Regions from separate parts of the Mus musculus genome. Here all the other regions are linked to region 1. The links are chromatin contacts, called in public HiChIP or PLAC-seq maps. All regions are on one chromosome and are shown on one strand. The core of a region is the stretch at or near the end of the contact, and the rest is flanking DNA. Distances in the headings are between cores, read along the strand shown. Region 1 holds the start of Rac2 (Rac family small GTPase 2). Region 2 overlaps Tmprss6 (transmembrane serine protease 6). Region 3 holds the start of 1700041B01Rik (a long non-coding RNA gene). Region 4 holds the start of Il2rb (interleukin 2 receptor, beta chain).

Region 1 (2,705 bases), core at 70-2,569:
CCACATACTGGAAATGAACTATGAAACGGTTATAGCAATTCACACTTGAAAAATCAAACACCGAACTTCTCCAAATAAATATGAGGGGAAAAAATACTCCAGTAGAGAAATGGACAAATACACAAATAGTAACTTGTGTAATAGGAAACCCAAAAGTCCAATAAACAACTAAAAACACAAATGCCCAACAAAACACCTGCAAACACAAACACCCAACCAAACACTTATAAACACAAATGCCCAACACAAGGCGAGTGTAGTTGATATCATCAAAACGGCAAGAAGCCTACGACAGTTTGTAGGTAGGATTTTCGGTTTGGAGTGGTTTCCCAGCTAGGATCTTGCTGTATCGCTCGATGGCTCTGGCTGCCTTGGAACTCTCACTCTGAATCCTGGACTCAAGCTCCCAGCAATCCCTTTGTCTCAGCTTCCTGAAAGCTTAGATTGCACCATGCTGTGAGAAGGTTTGGACTTGCCAAACTTCTACCAGCTTGCTCTACTGCATCTGTCCCTGACTCTTCCTCCTCCTCCTCCTCCTCCTCCTCCTCCTCCTCCTCCTCCTCCTCCTCCTCCTCCTCCTCCTCTCACTCCTCCTCCTCCTCCTCCTCCTCTCACTACTCCTCTTCTTCCTTCTCTTCCAACTCCTTCCCTTTTCCCTATCCTCCCTCCTCTCCTTCCTCCTCCTCCCCCTTTTCCTCCACTTCCTCCCCTCCCAATTTCCCCCCTTCCTCCCCTTCCTCCTTTTCTCCCCTCTCCTCTACCTCTTCCCTTCTCTCTTTCCCTCCCCCTCCTTTGCCTTCTCTCTACACACTGGCCCTTGCTTAGGCAGCACCCCCCCCCCCCGGGCCAACTTTGTTTGACATCACACGTCATAGCCACCAGTTTTCCCTGCTGGTGACTCTGAGGTCACTCTGTAGCTCTCCCTTGGCCCATGTCTCCTGCCTTGCTCACAGCACCTGTGGTGTGGTTTGCCTTCTCTACAGAGCAGGAACTCCAGGACAACCTGGCTTCCTGCATTTTAGAGTCACCAGCTCCCAACACAATGCCTGATACACAGTAGGCACTCAAGTGTTTGCCCATGGGAGTCAGGCCAACTGACTTCTTGGAGGATGCAGATTCTTCGAGAGCAACTTTGTCCCTGCCCTGGCTTAGGAAGTGAATCTTCAATTCTCTAGGGTGCCTGGGTTCCCTTTGGAGCCTAAGTCAAGTGCCCTTGGTGGCCTGGGCCCAACCTAGCACCTGTGGGGCCCCAGGTCCTCTTCCAGACCGCATGCTCCACCCCCTCAAGGCTGTGGGGCAGCAGCTTGGGTAAGTTCCTCTTCCGTTTCCTCCCGCCTCTTGAGCTGGGGTGCTGCTCCTCACTGCCGGGTACCTCCTAGCCACTCCATACCACTGGTGTCCACAGCAACGCTCCTGGCCCCCAACTGTCATCCCTGGCTGCTGGGCCTCAGATGCAATGCAGGCCATCAAGTGTGTGGTGGTGGGTGATGGGTAAGTACCTGGCTGAGTTGTCTCCCACCCCTACCAGGATGCCTCTGAGATCCTCCCTGGTACACCCACAGATTCAGGGCTCCCAGGAGGTTCTGGGGAAAGTCGCTTCCTTTCCTTGTAAGGGCTTACAAGGAACATTTGGGGTGGGTCTGGACTGCTCCCTGTCCTTCAGCCTACCCCACTCCGGAAGCTACTTGGGTGGAGGGCCTGGACTGTGGGTGGGGTGCTGCTATTTGCCTGTACCCTGAGAGCTGGGACAGGGCTCCTACCGGGCCAGCATCAGTTCAGGGTACAGGTACGAGGAGGGAAATCAGCAGCTTGCCCTTCGGACCTTTGTTTCCCAGGCTGGCCCAGGCTCTAGTTGCTGTCTTGCTGGGCCTAGGGGACTTCTGGCAATCTCCAAGCTTTCTGACTCTCAGTCCAGCCTCTGCTCTTAAGGACTCCAGAGGGCAGGCTGGCTGCAGCCCTGCTAAAGTCTGATAGTCATTGTCAGATCTTGGGACCACAGGCTCTCATAACCCAAGGCCTGAGTTTCTTCATGTGTCTCCCATATATTCCGACACATTAGGGTGCAGTCCTCAAGTCTATCTTGGGTCCCGCTAGATCCATCCTCACATGTACTAGACAGCCATCTTCAGTTCGAAACGGGGAGGGGCTGAGGCCTGGAGACCTTTCCTGGCTTAGGTCCCAAGGTCACACACACTTTGGCTCTGCTGGTGGCATAGGCTATCTACCTCCTCAGCTGACTAGGTCCGACTTGGTCGCTGCTGCAGCCGCCACCGCGCTAGGGTGTCAGCCGTTATCTGTGGCAGCTGCTCTGCTCACTTCTGCTTTGTGTCTGATCTGGGGGAGGAGGGGGCGGACACGGAGGGCCGGAAGTCAATGATTCTATGCATTCAAAGTTACCTGGGTGGCAGGCTGGGGCTTGAGGGCAGAGGTTTAGGGGGCAGGGACAGCAGAGCAACCTCCTCGAGTGGGAAGTGACTTAACGGAATTGTACTGGGGAAGGCCCGGAGCTGTCCCTCTGGCCTCTCAGCTTCCTGCTGAATGACCTGGGTGACCTCCCAGCTTGGCAGGGAGATAGCTTAAATGGTGGTCATCTCCATTTATCCCATTTCTCTTTTGTATGTGGTCACCGGGCTGTGGCTCTCTGTATGATCTGTCTTCCACCAACCCTACTTACCATCACAGAGTTCGTTTTACAGGTGGGAAAG
Region 2 (2,705 bases), core at 131-2,630, 120 kb after region 1:
TGCTGGGAAATTCTCTGAAGAATGTGTCCTGGAAAATCTGCTGTGTGGGTAGCAGGGGCCTGAGAGATGGAGGAAGGGAGAGGGAGACCAGGTCCTTTGGTCCAGCAATTGAGGAGTACAGGGAAAAGATGGCTGAACCCCTGTCCCCAGTGCCAGTCTAGAGACAAGGGACTCTTCTACTAGCTGGGCACCCTTGGTCCCTATCTTGTCTGTCCATTTTGTTTTCTCCTGGTTCTGCCTGCCATCCTGCTGTTCTGTTGTTCTGCTGTCCCCACAGGGTCCGCTTGCCCTTCAGTGGCCTGCAGGTGGTGGGGGTGGGGACGCGGGTCTTGTCCTTGTAAGATCTAGCTGCTGGATGCTGGGTTTCACAGAACCTCCTCACTGGGCGATACCGCAGCACTGGCTTCCCCCCTTCCAGGAACCTGCCCTCATTTCCTCTCATGTGATGTCACTCTCCTGTGACCTGCCTGACCCTTTCTGCTAACTTCCAGCCATGAGATAAGGCAGAACGACAGGCTCCAGAGGCCCCTGTAAGCCTGACTCTAAGTGGTCTTTCTGCTTCCCCAAGGCCCTGTGACTAGTGCCACTTGCAGCCACTCTGTATCAGGTCCCCCAAACCATTCTTCCAGGTTCTCTGAAATATCTGCAAGGAGGTGGGGTCAGGGGATGGCTTTCTCCTGACTATAGTTCGGCCACCACACTTACGGAGGCCTGAAGTTTGCCGAGGTCACAGAACTAACTCGTCTGGTGGCAAAGTTATATGGAGCCCGGCTCTGCAAAATGTCCTGTCCACCACAGAGCAGGCCACTGTCCCTCCCTCAGTGCTGTCTTTCTGCCCTCTGTCCTTCAGCTTGTCCATAGAAAGAGCCATGTTCACAGTGAGGCCTGACCCCTCCCACTCCTTTCTCTTATCCATGCTTCTGCCTATCCACCCAGCATCTCTCCAGCTCCTCTGTGGGAAGATGCTGATATGCCGGATTGACAGGCCTAGGAGAAAGATCCCCCTGCTAAACTCACAGGGTGGGGTGGGGTGGGGTAGCAAGGCAATCCATATGGTGCCCCGGTTCCTTCTGACTCCAGCACTTAGCTGCTGAGGTGAGAGGGCTAGGTGGACGGGAGGACCAGAGGGGCCAGAAACTCAGAGGGCCGCACCTGGGAACAGGGCTCCGAATGCCTGAATCTTACATTTGTTCTGGGATGCTCCCAGCTTCCCTGCCTGCTTCTTGGGACCCTTCCCTGGGATAGCAATGCATGATAGGTATAAGATTATCATAACCATAACACAAATTTATATATTTATAACAACGTCCTCAAGGAACAATCGGGTTCCTCTTAGCTTGAAAGGGACTGGCTTGCTCCAGGGCTCCCCCTAGTGGTGATCTCATTTGTCAAGGGCGGCTAGGCTCTGGCTCTCCCTCCCGTCTCCGGGCTTTTAACTTTCCTTGTCAGACTAACCCTTGCTCTTGCGGGTTAAGTGCCTGTGTCAGGAGTTAAATCTGATTAGTTCAGAAATGTATATTTCATCAGTTCCCTCTCAGTTTCTCACGGTAATCTGTGATCGGAAAATACTTAAGTGGAAAATTCCAGAAGTGAATCTGTTTCATTAGCTACCGCTCTCTTTAGAGCCCGATTTACAAAGAGAGATGTGTACAGGCAGAGCATAGCACAGGTAGTGTTCGCCACTGCGTGGGATTTCTGGTGTCCACGGGAGTCTAGGAATGCCTCCCATGCATAAAGGGAAAGTACTGCGATTTCTTTAAAATGCATTCTTTAAAGTAAATAACTTCTTCTTTTTTTTTTAAATCACATTTTCCAGATGCCCTGCCCACTTTCTGGGCCTGTCCTCTGAGGATAACAATCCAGGAATCCATCTTTTTTATCCACCAGGAACCCACATTTCCTTGGCTTGAAAAAGGGCGGGAGGCGGGGAAAGGGTGACGACAAGACCCAGGCTTGCCCCGCGCGCCCCCTGGTGGCGATCTTTTCTTTGACGAGCAGCTGGGCTGTTGGAACTCTGGGTGCTTGAAAAACAATTCCTTTTCAGGACCTCTTAATTTGCCTTGAAAATATGGGGCACGCCAACATCTAGTAACACAAATATCGACCCTTCAAATTATTTGCAGATTCTTTAATAACTGGCTTAATAGAGCAGGGCTGGCACCCTCACACACTCATCTGCCCTCAGTTACAGGGTTCCAGTCACCTATCTTGGAAATTCTGTTGTGTTGTTAGAAGGAGGGAAGGAGGGTCAAACAGGATTAGAGGGTCACTACAGAGGCGACTTTTAGTCTCTGGACTGCACTTTGAGAGCTACTCATGCAAGTAGATTACAGATGCCAGAGCCTAGCCAGGAACGTGAAGGTGAGGGTCAGGGGCTTGGGAAACTACGTTTCCAGAGCTTCTCCTGCCCTGAACTGAAGCGGGCAGGATTCTTGCTCCACTTTGCAGTTTCTCAATCATCTCTGTCCACGGGCTGAGTGAGCCTGCCAGGTTGCTCAGCGGGCCAACTGTGTTTTGTGTGGGGTGAGTCTACAGACAGTTGGCCAGCTGAGGTCCTCTGCCTCTGCAGACACACGGAACCTTTTTGTAGATGGAAGGCTGGCAGAAATGATTGTTTTCCTTGTGGAACAAAGAGGAAGAGTGAGACTCCTCAGAGGAGGCCCTTGACTAGCCAGATTCTCAGAGCCTATGGGTGACTGGGGCAA
Region 3 (2,705 bases), core at 84-2,583, 98 kb before region 1:
CCACGCCCTGCGTAAGAAGGTCCAGTTCGCGAAGGATGAGGACCTGCATGACATCCTTGATTACTGGAAGGGGGTCTCAGCCCAGCAGAAGCTGTGACCCTCTCCTCCCCCACCGGTGAGGTGATGGGGAGGAGGGCAAGGGGACTTGGGGGAAGGGCCCCCCAACAGGGTGGCCGGGAGACGGGAGACAGGCCAAGGAGCCTGGGGCCGAGGGGCCCGGGCCTAGGAGTGGACGCACACGCACACACGCACACACGCACCCACACACACACACTTGACCACCACCTGACTGTGAAGTAACCAACACCCAATAATAGCGGACAGGAAAACAAACATTTTCCTTAAAGTTTACAACCTGCTACTGACACCAGTTGTCTCTACTGTGCTGCCCAAGGGACTTCTTGCTGGGCTGGGGAAAGAGGCCAGAGAGGGTGTGGGGGGCCTGAGACTCAGGCGGGTTTTGGTGGCAAAAGAGATTTGGGTAGAGGTCAACCACAGGCCTCTTGTTCAGAGAGGCTATCCTCCAAGCTTGGGAACATTTCCCTTGGAGACGTGGCAACATGTGGACATTGGGCATCCTCTCCTCCCACTACGGATGGCCCAGAGAGAGGAAAAGAAGCCCTAGGGGTCTCTCACCCAACAGGTTACAGCTCTGTCTCCCAGCTTCCTGGCCCAGTGCTGGCCCCGCCTCCAGCTGCTCCTCTGGGCTCCGCCCCCATTCATCTGCTACTCCTTCCAAAGTTGTGGTCTCAGGGGTCTAGGGACTGAAGCAGGCAGGTGCTCTTTAGAAAGTCCATGGGCATCTACAAGGTGAAAGGCTATGGTCCCTAGCCCTGGGAGGCCAAGAGTAAGCAATGTCCTGCTAACCAGACAGAAGCAGAGGCAAAGGGTGCCACCAGCCCCCTTCAAGTGTCTTCCAAGTAGCCCTGGGGAGCTGCCTGGGTGTGGGGTGGTGGGTAGACCTGCTCCCCACTGGTATCTCAGGTGTAGGCCCCCATGCCACAGCCCCTAGTTTCTCTGGGTCTCCGGGACTCCTACCCACCACAGAGAGGCAACAGTGAATGACAAGGCCTGGGGCCAGTGTGGAGATGATGTAGAATGTGGGGATCTCTCCCTGCACCCTGCACCCCACTTGTCTGGCTCCTGCTGTGTGCAGCATCTCGGCCTGCCCAGGAGGGCATCTGCCCCACCCCACCCTGTCTTATCCCCTGGCTTAGAGGGACTCCCATATTTCCATGGAAATGGCCACCATCCTCTTTATGACCCACTCCCAACACCAATCAAAGCACAAACAGTGAGGTGCCTCCTACTGCCCTGGTCAGGGTGCAGGGCCAGGTTCCTGGCCCCTCCCCTTCCCTAGCTAGTCCGTTGCCATGGCAACCCAGAGCCTGGCAGTTGGTGCCCAGAGCGACTAACTGACCAACCGTTGGGCTCTCTCACTGAGTTCTCTCAGTGTGGGTGGCAGCAGAGGGGGGTAAAGGAAGCCTGGCCAGGTGGCAGCTCTCTCGAGAGCCAAGAGCTTCTGGGGACAAGCTCTGGAGTCCCGAGACTAGGCTAAGGCATTGTCCTTTGCCTTTGAGTGGGCAGTGGGCCTGTGGGGCATTGGGACAGCTGTACTGGGCAGTTCTGCCCCCTGCCTGTGTGCCCCTTAGCTTCCCATTGAGATAGGGAGGAGCCTTCTCAGCTCAACCCCAACTTCCTGAGACTCCTTCATTCCTGCTGCTCTTTTTGGCTTACATGAGATAAGAGATTTGTGACTCTTGAGTGAGGAGGATGGTGGGCGAGAGGCATCTCACTTGACCGGTGAGGGCTCTGACCAGGAAAGCTAGGGCTATCCTTGGGGGTAGGGTATGGGGAAGGACCGGGGGTGGGGAGACTTGACTGAACACCTCTATCACATCGACTTCGGGGTGGGCTGAGCCCAGGGCTCACTCAGGGGTGACATTTGCAAAAAATAAAAATAAAAAATAAAGAAAAAAAAAGACTGTTCTGGGGAGAGGAGGGGACTGGCCAGCCTGGATGTGGAGAACAGAGCTCCCTTAGCCACAAACCCCACCCCTCACCCTACCCTATACCCACTGACCACCCTGAGAATAGCAGGCAGGCCGAGAGGCTAGGGGCGTGAGCAAGCAGACCCCTGTTATCTTTGCATGACGATTTTACTGTATTTTTTCTGAGCAAACATCTGTCGTGTATGTGCCAGTTTGTCCAGACTCCCCTCCCCACCCCCATTCCCTCCATGTGATCCAAGCAGCTCTTGAAACCCAGGGAGGGCCAGCTCTGCAGAAGACCAAAACAGGTGCCGCCAACCTAGCCCTGCCCCAGACCCTCCTCCCATCTTTCTGGGCATTGGGCCCACAAGTGTTTGCCTGCCTTCCTCCATCTTTACAGACACTCCTTCCCTGTTAACCATCTCTGTCCTGAACCACTTCTGCTTGTTCTTCCTCCTCTCCACCGGGGAAAAGCAGCCTTAGAAGAGTGTTCTCAAGGCCATGTTCCTGTGGGAGGGGCTGTGGAAGGATCCACACCGGGCTGTTTCCATCTGGAAACGAAGCTGGGGCCCTCCAAAGAGGCACCCGGCCAGCCACATGGGACAGATGGAGAGGACTGTCACACTGAGTACAGGAGGCTAGGAGCTTGGAGCTTCATGGAGAGAGGCGTGGGGCCCTGCAGGAGGGGAGTGTCATGCCCAGGGAGACTCCTCA
Region 4 (2,705 bases), core at 146-2,645, 78 kb after region 1:
CCCTAGCAATGGCAGCCCACATACCTCCTTTCCTGGCTTGTCTCAATTCTCTTTTTAGGGTTCTTGATTTCACTCTCCAGCATCCCCAGAGTCCTGGGGATTTTGTGTGTGTGCATACGTCCCTCCATATCCCAGACAGGGCACCAACGACAGAGCAAGAAACAGCTCCACTGAAGTCTAGCTTGGTGAGCTAGTGAGTTTCTTGTGCACATTTATGGAGTAAGGGGTTGCTTACATCAGTTTGGGTGACCACCCCCCCAAGCAACTATGTTACTGGGAAGTCACAGCTGAGCATGGATGATGGCATCCCCATAGTTGTATAGATGGAGTCACTTCTTCTTTGGCTAACCTATCCTCTCTAGTGTGTAAGTACCCCTGAGTTCAGTTACACATCGCTAAAGCTGGACCTCAGGGGAGGGGTTCCTGTTACTTCTCTTCCCTTCTTGTGAGGGGATGAACATCAGCAGGTCCAATCGTGTGGCTCTCTTGTGGCAGTTACAGCTGCCCCGATGAAGATGGTAATGGCTGTTATGTCCAGAGAACAGAATTCTTACAACTCCCTTCTTTTCACAAGAGGGCAGAAGCTTGTCATATTTCCCCAAGCCTGGCATTAAAACCAAGATGAAGGGGAGATAGAAACGGGGAGTCCCTGGTCCTGTGATACAATATGTAAATAAACACCCATTCATTTACGGAGAAATTCGTGACTTCATTGTTAAAAATAAAAGCCGTGAACTGAACCCTGCCACCCTATCTCACCGAGAGAGGAAGGATTAGAACTTACAACTCGGAAAGGAAGAAAGTGATAGGAGGGCCACTCATTGGCCATCAAACTGCTTATCAAGCCTTAAAACCAGTCAGTCACCTTTGAATGCTAGCCTAAATAAAGGGCATCTCAGAGACTGAAGTAAAGGGCAGCATGTAGCGGGGGCTGGGGGATGGCTAAAATGGAGATCAGCAAAGAGGACACCTAGACTCTAGGTCCTAGAGGGATGATGTGTCTGTGGGTGGCTTTGGTGTTAGGGTGTGAGCATATGTATGTGTGTGTGTGTGTGTGTGTGTGTGTGTGTGTGTGTGTGTGCATGCGCGTGTGTGCTCATGCGTGAGCAGAAGTCGATGGTGTTAGGGTGGCATGTGTGAGATGTAGCGGGGAAGAGTAGGCAAAGAAGGGCCTGCCCCCTCAGGTTCTGTGCATAGCTAGGTCCCTGTACCACAGTAACTGTGTGAGCGTGTGTGCCACCACATTCAGTGGCTGCCCCTGGGCGTAGGAGGAGATCTTATCAGTGCTAGGTGTGTGTGGAGTTTCAGGCTACCTCATCACCCCCCATCTCTCCACCTCCCATTGGGCCTTGCCCCTCATCCTCTATACAGGAAGTGGGCTCGCCTTGGGTTTCAGTCTGTTGCTGGCCTAGCTGTTGTCTGCTACCTAAGCTGCGGAGCAGGAGATGGCCGTGGACCCAACCTCCAGCAGGACTGCAGGGAACATCTCGACACAACTCCATGTTGCAGCCAGGTGATGCCCCTGTGTGGTCCCCTGGGAGCCCTGGGCACCCCACTACCTCTTGCTGGTCCTCCCAAGGGACAGGGAGCTGGGAGGGGGCGCTCATCTCTAACTTGGTTCCCTTTGTAGTTTGTATCTGGGCTTTGATGATTAACCTTGTCTTAGGATTCCCTGGGGAAGGGGGTAGCCTGGCTGTCATGGTTTCTCCTTTAAGAATAAACCCCTTCCAATGTCAGGGCACAGTGGCTTCTTCCCAGTCTACTCTGTGGGAAGCTGTGTGCCATTTTCGCTAGGAGGGACTTCCCTGGATCCTGTGTGGGGATGTCTTAGCCCAGAAGGGTGGAGGAAAAGATTTGTAGCTCGTCAGTATTGGGAGGTGGCATGGCGTGTATGGGACAGGTGGGATTCAACGCTGACGCCTGTGGAGTTCATCTCAGCCTGGAGAATTCTCCTTAGTGAGAAAGAGAGAAGGAATCTCCCCCTGGGACCTGGCTGTCCAGTCAGCTATGTTGATTGACAGGTTTCTGAGGGCCCTAGGCTGGAGGTCAGAGGTAGAGTTCTAGCTTAGATTTGTCTCTGACATTACCGAGTGGCTAGAGAGGTTAAGGACATCGCCAGGCATGGGGCTCCGTCTCCGAGGCTGCCTGAGGTAGGAGCTTCCCACCGTTAGCTGTGTTTACAGTACTTCAGGGCCAAGGTGGGTGGCTGAGGAAGGCAGAACTACCTTTGAAGGTCCCCTTTCTTTCACACACTCCTCAGCTGAACTGAACAGCAAGAGGTGAACAGTGGTGTGTGTGTGTGTGTGTGTGTGTGTGTGTGTGTCTTTGTGAATGTGTGTGTCTCTGGAGAGGTGGCCAGAGAAAGGATCTCTGAGGTCAAAGGCCACCAGATCTGACAGACAAGCTCTTGCTTGCCGTCCGTCCTCCCTCAGTCGACCCTGTACCTCACAGACCTGTGAGGCCTTGGACTGCCCCAGCACTGGAACCTTTATCCTGGGAAACAGGCTGCTTTAGGCCCTGATCTTCCCATAGGGAAGGAGCAGTCAGTCACAGAACCTGCTCTTGTGCTGTGAGACCTCTCTGTGACATGTGTGGGTCAGTCTGACGCAGGGAGTGTGACACGACTGTCACTCATGGCTGACCCTCCTCCTCCGTCAGCATCACCACTGTACTGGAAATCAGGTGACCCAGTTAGAGCAGCCTGG

What was found. HiChIP or PLAC-seq counts read pairs in DNA pulled down with a chosen protein or histone mark.
Region 2: an H3K4me3 HiChIP or PLAC-seq map of pro-B cells shows a contact between it and region 1, with 4 times the contacts expected there. The contact joins the enhancer-like site here to the promoter of Rac2 in region 1. A contact is called at or near these places in 6 of 15 datasets of contacts at CTCF or cohesin (CD8 T cells, embryonic stem cells, hippocampal excitatory neurons and 2 more), 73 of 484 Hi-C or Micro-C datasets (the AtT-20 cell line, B cells, the Ba/F3 cell line and 44 more), 31 of 115 datasets of contacts at active chromatin or transcription factors (the 230-238 cell line, CD8 T cells, the HPC-7 cell line and 20 more) and 4 of 9 other capture datasets (adipose tissue, embryonic stem cells, liver and 1 more).
Region 3: an H3K4me3 HiChIP or PLAC-seq map of the SCID.adh cell line shows a contact between it and region 1, with 16 read pairs. The contact joins the promoter of 1700041B01Rik here to the promoter of Rac2 in region 1. A contact is called at or near these places in 1 of 115 datasets of contacts at active chromatin or transcription factors (the SCID.adh cell line) and 1 of 9 other capture datasets (liver).
Region 4: a contact with region 1 is called in an H3K27ac HiChIP or PLAC-seq map of CD8 T cells, with 14 times the contacts expected there. The contact joins the promoter of Il2rb here to the promoter of Rac2 in region 1. A contact is called at or near these places in 4 of 39 promoter capture datasets (cranial neural crest, frontonasal cranial neural crest, maxillary cranial neural crest and 1 more), 1 of 15 datasets of contacts at CTCF or cohesin (CD8 T cells), 3 of 484 Hi-C or Micro-C datasets (the N1E-115 cell line, cortical neurons and trophoblast stem cells), 7 of 115 datasets of contacts at active chromatin or transcription factors (CD8 T cells, the SCID.adh cell line, large pre-B cells and 2 more) and 3 of 9 other capture datasets (adipose tissue, liver and pancreatic islet).

What each region holds. Positions count from the first base shown.
Region 1 is chr15:78,571,397-78,574,101 of GRCm38.p6, reverse strand. It overlaps Rac2 (Rac family small GTPase 2), which reads left to right and starts at 1,319. Exons shown (of 7, transcript NM_009008.3): 1 at 1,319-1,491. The coding sequence starts at 1,457.
Region 2 is chr15:78,447,081-78,449,785 of GRCm38.p6, reverse strand. The region is part of intron 10 of Tmprss6 (transmembrane serine protease 6); the gene reads left to right. Among named protein-coding and RNA genes, the nearest start is that of Kctd17, 20 kb to the right of the region's middle. Within about 2 kb of position 1,380, at least 228 of the 459 cell types and tissues checked have an H3K27ac peak or open chromatin away from gene starts, as enhancers often do. A contact at or near this core is called in B cells, the Ba/F3 cell line, the C2C12 cell line and 41 more, where this site is marked.
Region 3 is chr15:78,669,266-78,671,970 of GRCm38.p6, reverse strand. It overlaps 1700041B01Rik (a long non-coding RNA gene), which reads right to left and starts at 1,333. Exons shown (of 4, transcript XR_003951540.1): 1 at 1,043-1,333; 2 at 637-764. It overlaps Elfn2 (leucine rich repeat and fibronectin type III, extracellular 2), which reads left to right. Exons shown (of 2, transcript NM_001358692.1): 2 at 1-2,705. The coding sequence ends at 97.
Region 4 is chr15:78,493,756-78,496,460 of GRCm38.p6, reverse strand. It overlaps Il2rb (interleukin 2 receptor, beta chain), which reads left to right and starts at 1,395. Exons shown (of 10, transcript NM_008368.4): 1 at 1,395-1,513.